2 separate regions of the Gossypium raimondii genome follow, and region 1 is linked to region 2. The links are chromatin contacts, called in public Hi-C maps. All regions are on one chromosome and are shown on one strand. The core of a region is the stretch at or near the end of the contact, and the rest is flanking DNA. Distances in the headings are between cores, read along the strand shown.

The links. Hi-C and Micro-C count contacts between places; a contact is called where the count stands out from the background.
Region 1: a Hi-C map of leaf shows a contact between it and region 2, with 2.8 times the contacts expected there. The contact joins the enhancer-like site here to the promoter of LOC105790730 in region 2. A contact is called at or near these places in 2 of 2 Hi-C or Micro-C datasets (both in leaf).

Annotation. Positions count from the first base shown.
Region 1 is chr8:9,629,720-9,633,124 of ASM2569854v1, forward strand. LOC105790732 (mitochondrial Rho GTPase 2) reads right to left here. Exons shown (of 14, transcript XM_012618478.2): 11 at 3,059-3,171; 12 at 2,616-2,766; 13 at 2,344-2,530; 14 at 1,957-2,227. The coding sequence ends at 2,160. Among protein-coding and RNA genes, the nearest start is that of LOC128042947, 4.0 kb to the left of the region's middle. Within about 2 kb of position 1,437, the one cell type or tissue checked has open chromatin away from gene starts, as enhancers often do. A contact at or near this core is called in leaf, where this site is marked.
Region 2 is chr8:9,545,936-9,549,523 of ASM2569854v1, forward strand. It overlaps LOC105790730 (hypothetical protein), which reads left to right and starts at 2,197. Exons shown (of 11, transcript XM_012618473.2): 1 at 2,197-3,019; 2 at 3,275-3,588. The coding sequence starts at 2,515. LOC105793120 reads right to left here and starts at 243. Exons shown (of 5, transcript XM_012622048.1): 1 at 25-243. The coding sequence starts at 243.

The DNA.
Region 1 (3,405 bases), core at 187-2,686, 83 kb after region 2:
CCAAACTTCACTAATTTCAACAAACATATTAAAAACATTTATTATTATTTTAGTTTGATAAACTTTACAAGGTTATAAAATATTTAATCTAAATACTTGACTATATGATTCCAACAATTGTAACCTATTAAAATTAAACTAAATAGTTAAAATTGAGCATTCATACCATAACATTCCAAAAACTTGTTTAAATAATGAGATTATCAAAATGTAAAATTACTTAACATTGATATATTATTCTATTTGATTCAATTGGCTAGAAAGTAAAATTTTATTGTTTGGTTGATTTAAATGTAAAATTATTTAAAAATTTAAAAGTATATTTTATTAAATTGTTCTCATAAAATTTTATTTTATTTATAAATGAATAAATTTCTCTAATACATTAATTCCTTATCTTCAACAGGCAGCTAGGATTCTGCTTTGATCCAAGAGACCAAAAATGAAGAAAAAAAATATATATTTTTTATTTAGATATGTAATAAATGGTTTAAAGGCCAATTTGACCAAAATGATAAAAATAAGAATGGTAAATTGTTGTCAAAGTAATATTTTGAGCAAAATGTAATATAATAGATTAAATATTAATTTTTCTCAACCTATAATAACAAATAAATATAGTTGTAATATTACTTGAAGAATATATTAAAGAATTAGAGAATTCATTAGTTTTATTATTATTTCATTTTTAACAATATGAATCACTGTCATTAAAAAGTAAGAGTAAATTTGCAAAAATATCACATTACCAAGGGAATATTAGAATTCCTAAAGAGGTCAAAAATCTTGACACTATTGAGAATGTGATATTACCGACTCAAGATAATGTTTAAACTTCGAACATTAAAATTTTACACTGAAATCTCACATTAAACTTCAAACGTTAAAATTTTACATTGAAGTCTCACATTACCCGAGAATGTTGCATTCCTTGAACCAAACACACCCATTTTTTTAAAAATTTTTAGCTAAAATAAAATTTGCAAAAGTAAAAGAATACGAGCTTATTTAGTTTTTTTTTTAAAAAACCAGAACTTATTTGAACAAACATACTGTTTACAAATTTTATATTAGTCTAATCTAAAATAATTTAAATTAGTTTCCAAACTTAATCTAAATTAAATTAAAAGCATAGTTTTTGTATCCTGAATAGATCTATCCAAATAACATACAGGTCTAACTCAACTCAGATAAAACCGACCCTAGCTTTTCACATCCAAACTCACTTGACCCCATAAGAGTAATAATAACTTTATTAAATATTATATTACAAGAATAATAGATATTATTTGAACAATCATTGGGCATTTCAAGGCTTCTCAAGTCAAGCTAGATCTTGAACAAGCAAATTTGTAACAAAGGATGGCCCGACCCGACTCATGAGAAAGTCTAGGCCTAAGTCCATTTGAAGTAAACAGCATTTGGGCGCATAGCCAAGCAGGCCGTCTTCACAAGAAGAAATTTCGTTCACTAGGCTTTTTTGTCATAGGTCATTAGTCATTACCCATGTATTATTCTACCATGTCCATGAAAAGATCATAAAAATATAGTGAAAGAATGTAGTATCCTACTATTTCAATTCTAATCCTACCATTTTAAAGTTCATTTCTTCAAAACTGCTATTTTTGTATAACCATAGCTAGGTAATATCACCAACAGATCATGCATGTAAGGGGGAAACAAACAACCATCTAAGGACTAAGGGGGCAACATTGCTCCTTCCCAACAAGAATTGCCTATATACCTGCCTGCTACTCATAATGAATCTAAGCCAACTAACTAGTTCATTTTTTTTTCTAAGCTTGGGAGCTGTCCACAAGGCAATATGAACAATAATACTTTATTCCAAGGTTCACAGATCCTGTCATGATAGACAATTGGCATGAAATGGCACCATGAAATTGATACAAAATTGCATGTAGTTTACATATAACATATTTCAGTAGACAAGGGGAATAAACAAGAAACTTTAAATAAAAGGTAAATTATTTGATTCGATATAAGTGAAAGTAGAAAAGATTACCTCCTGCCTTGCTGAAATAATTGTCAAAAATTATTTACAGGTATCAGCTTGAAAATCCAAACAAGGATACATGTACTGACCATTTATTTGAGTTGCAAATGCAGACAAAAGAAATAGCTGTCAATTAGACTATCTTTCAAGTATTCTTCCTTGCAGCATAGGCACGATAAGCTGCTAGTCCGACCACAGCAACAGCAGCCCCCACTGTAACTTAATCACAAACCCGGTTATTAACAAGCAAACTATAACAGCAACTATTATATTGTTTATTTCCGTCGAAAGGAGAGAGATGCATTAAGAAATGACATAATAATATTAACCTGAAACAAACATAAGTGAGCTATTAACAAGCCGGCGATATCGCTTTCTTTTCTTCCCTTTCTCGGTCTCAGGAATGCTCAGATGAGGGTGTTCTGCTGCACTTACGATTCTAGAAAATACACTTTTGGAATCTCTTAATTTCACACCTACAGGAATTGGAGCTTCCATTCCCAACTGCTGAGTAACCTGAAACAAATTAGAAATTCACACCATATTCAAATATTGCCATGGTTTTATTGGGTAACAAAGCAGCCAATGATAAGATATATACTCTAGCCGAGTTTTGCAGAGACATCGGAAAGGGATCCAAGTCATCCTTTGCTGCAATGAGTAGGCAAGGCACTCCATAACCACTTTCCTCTCCTCGCCTAGCAACATCCAGAAGCAATTCTCTAGATCTTTTCCATGAATATTCATCTGAACTGGCAATAGGAATACACTATCATGTAAGATAAGAGACTATTTACAGACATATCAACAGATTTCTACAGCCCTTTGAGGTGCTGGTTATTCTTCAACTTCCACCCACAGGCTAGCAGATTTAGCACAACATAGAAGCAGACAAAGGGAAAAAGTAGGATTAGTTAGTAGAGGATATTCAAAACCACTAAATTATTAATTTACAGAGGTTCATAACCACTGCTCTATAAGTATGCTATAGCACCATGATATTCTCATCTTGCAGCTTCAGACAAATAAAATATTTAACTTTACCTGTCATACAAAAACACAGCTACATCACAGGCAGCCAAACATTCCTTATTGGACAGCAATTTCTTAACTCCATCTTCTGGTATCTCTTGCAAAATAAGGGTCTTCTGAGAACCCTGTAAAGTCAACAGAGTCACAAAGATTGCCACATCAAATGTGAAAATTTCACCAGAAATGAACAGCCATGTGAAACTTCTCATTATGATCACCTCCTCTTTTGAACAAAATTTTACACCCCACATTCATGGTCAAGGATCTCACAGTGAAAAAATGGGGTGGTAAGAAAAGAAAGAGGATACTAGCAAGTTGCACAATAATACCAGGACATAGGGCATCTATGGCTATCACTC
Region 2 (3,588 bases), core at 947-3,446:
AAAATAAACCCTAGAGCCATCAACCTTATGAAAATATTCCCTAAAATCTTTCCATACAGCTGTTGCGCTAGAGGCAAAAACGATTCCGGCTGAGAACTCACTGCTAACTGTATTTAGAATCCAAGATGATACAATAGCATTACACCGCTCCCATTGATATCCCAACTCATCTGGTAACGACTCTTTAAAACAAGTACCAGCCACAAAACCTAATTTGTTTTTGGCTAATAGTGCAATCTTCATTGACCGACTCTAGACATTATAATTATCAACTTTAAGCAACTGATGAGATACCAACAATGCACCTAAAGTATCCGATGGATGCAAGTAAAGAGGGTGATTAAAATCAATAACCAAATAAAAAAGATTCACCATGATTGAAAACCAACCAGTATTGAAGCAGAGAAGTCTATCAATCAAGAATGATGCAAATAAGAGAAAACTGCCACAAGCAAAAAAAAAGCCCTAAATTACCAATTGGACCACACAAATTGGACCACACCCACCAAAAAATATAATTGGGCCAGTAGAAAAACAAAAAAAAAAACTTATTTTTCAACCTTCATAACCCGAAATGAAGTAACAGCGAATCAGCAAACCAAGCAAATTTTGTAACCGGACTTTGGTGACCGGAAAGCTAGCGATCACTGGAGCTCTGATACCATGTTGAAAAACTGATCATGAATGAAAAAAAATACTCTGTAATATCAATAATTACAATAAGTGTCTTAAACCATAATTACAAACTTATTGACCTTTTATAGATTATTTGCTAATAGACTAAATATATTAACAATAAAGTTAACTACTCAAACTAATTATCAACTGACTTCTCAATAGTCTGTTCCTGTCTAAGTTCTCGGTAAGGTTTTTTTTTCTCTCAAGTTAAAAACATGTAGATTAATTATTTAAAAGAACTGTTAACCTTTGACATAGTGAAAGGGTGGTAAGACTTATAATAATGAGAATGAGGTGATGAGGGAGATGGTGAAAGTGGAAACAGGATGGTGGTGACATAAAATGGGGTGGAGATGATAAGGGCACGAGGGTGGGTGTGAGGAGGGTTGTGCCTGAAAGACAGTGGAGATGAAAGAGGTCGAAGAGATGTGTAGGAGTATATCTACACCCATACGGCTGTACTGGATACTTGTTTGACATGGTGAATGGGTGGTAAGTTTGACAATGAGGAGGAGGAGGTTATGAGGGAGATGGTGAAAATGGACACAGGGAGGTCGAGACTAGTAGTAGGTGTAAAATGGGGTGAAGGTGGTGAGGGAGAGCATAAGAGTGTTAATAGTCTTTGTTAGATAATATATATATTACGCAGTATGATGTTTAATTTCGTTTTCTTGAATCCTAAACAGGTGGAAACATCTATTCCAGGATGTGCTATGTCTGGCTTAGATAAAAAATGTTAAAATCTAGGTTCGGTCTATCTATATTGATTTTTTTATATATTTTTAAAAATATATATAATATATAAAAATACTAAAAATATTAAAATAAATATTTCCCAATAAATTTTAAAAAATATGTATACTTAAATAATACTAAGATAGGTGCAACTTAAGAAGCAAATGCCTCTAAAATAGTAACAAAATTAACAATAAAACAAGAGTTATACAAATATCTAAATAGTAGCAACATAATTGTGAAATGGTAGCAAAATAGTGAGAAAAAACAAGAAAATAAGAAAAAACAGCAAGCAAACAATAAAAAAAATCATTTTTTTCCATATTCAGGCTAGGGCCAAAAAAACATTACTTGAGGCTTGGCTCGTTTTTAAACAGACATTATTTTCTTATCTAAACCTATTTTTTGAGCTTATATTTTTGACTAAACTCTTCCCATTTTCGAACGGGTTGACCTGACCCATAGACCGATCTAATTCCTTTATATGAGTCTTTTGGATTCTTTATTATTAACTTGATTACGTGAAGTAGTAAAACATAAAAAGAATAATTTAAATTTAAAAGAAAAATCCTAATTTGTTAATTAACTACATGTCCATCATGTAACCTTTTTTATGGCCAAATGGTTTTAAAGTCACATGCAAGAAAAGAAAACAAATTTAATAGAGAAAGTAAGAACAACAAACACTACAAAATTATTAAACAATTGAACTTTTGTTATAACAAAATGTTTGTTCAGAAAAGCAAGTTTTGGTTTTGCGAATTGCCATGGCGGTGGGATGCAATTGAATTCAGCCAAGTGGGTCTCCCACCTATTTTTGTCTTTCAAAAGCTCTCCAATCCAATGAACTAAAAGCTGCCCATTACGGCTTCTTAGCATAGTGACCGTCAGATTTTTATTTTTAGCAAATTGGTGGTGGGTTCATCGGTATCACTCATATCTCCAGAGGATAAGACGATAACATCTCTCTTAACACTCACTGTTTCGCTCAACCTCCACCCTTTCTTCTTTTCTAATCTCTGCCTCCATAGCCAAATTACTTGCTTCACTTACCACAAGTAAGTATCCCACAAAAAAGAAGTTCCCTTTTTCTCCTTTTCGATGATCCCTCTCCTTTCCCTCCGGTTCCCCGCCTCTCCCTCCTCCGCTCTTTTCCACTTCAGCCCATCTCCTCCTTTCTCCTCTCGCTTTACTAAATCCCCTTTTCGCCGCTTTCTTCCTCCGACGAAACCCTCCCTTTCCACCAATTCTTTCAGCTCTACTTCCCAACAGCTTGGACCCCAAGGCCCTCAAAACCAGCAGCCTCCCAGAACTCTATTCCCTGGTGGCTACAAACGTCCCGAGATCAAGGTCCCTAATTTTGTTCTCCAGTTGGACCCCAACGACGTCTTGGCTGACGACAATGCGCTCGATTTCATTGACAAGGCCGTCTCCAAATGGGTTGGCCTTGTAGTGCTCAATGGTGGTGAAGGAAGTGGCGGCAGGGTTTATGAAGCTGCCCGTTCGTTAAAAGCGGTTGTTAAAGATCGCGCTTATCTTTTGATCGCGGAGCGCGTTGACATTGCCGCCGCTGTCGGTGCTAGTGGCGTGGTCCTCTCTGATCAAGGTGGGCTTTTTGCCTTTTTCTTTTTTCTTCTAAAGTTTGCTTATTCAAGGTTATTGGACTATTCACGTAAAAGTGGATTTATTTCTTTTCAAAAGCTTATCAGAGTTTAAAGTAATGAAATTGTCATGCTTGTTTTTCAAAATGAAATCGACCCAATGTTAAAGTAAAGCTGTTAAAGTCTTCAGTCATATCAAATGCATTTGTACCTATATCCAACATCGTTGTATTTGTTTACGAGAAATGCTTCCTTTACAGGCCTTCCTGCCATAGTCGCAAGAAACACAATGATGGATTCAAAATCAGATTCTGTCTTTCTCCCTTTGGTAGCTAGGACCGTGCAATCTTCAGATTCTGCTTTAAATGCTTCAAGTTCTGAAGGTGCTGATTTTCTTATATATGATCTGGGTCAAGAAGAGCACGCCAATACGGCAATGAAGGCTGTCTATGAAAATGTGAAGATACCGATCTTTGTTGTTAATAATAATTCACAAGCAGAGGTGCCATCATATACTGAGTTGACCAAGATTTTCAAATCAGGTGCTAGTGGTGTAGTTTTGTCATTGGAAGAT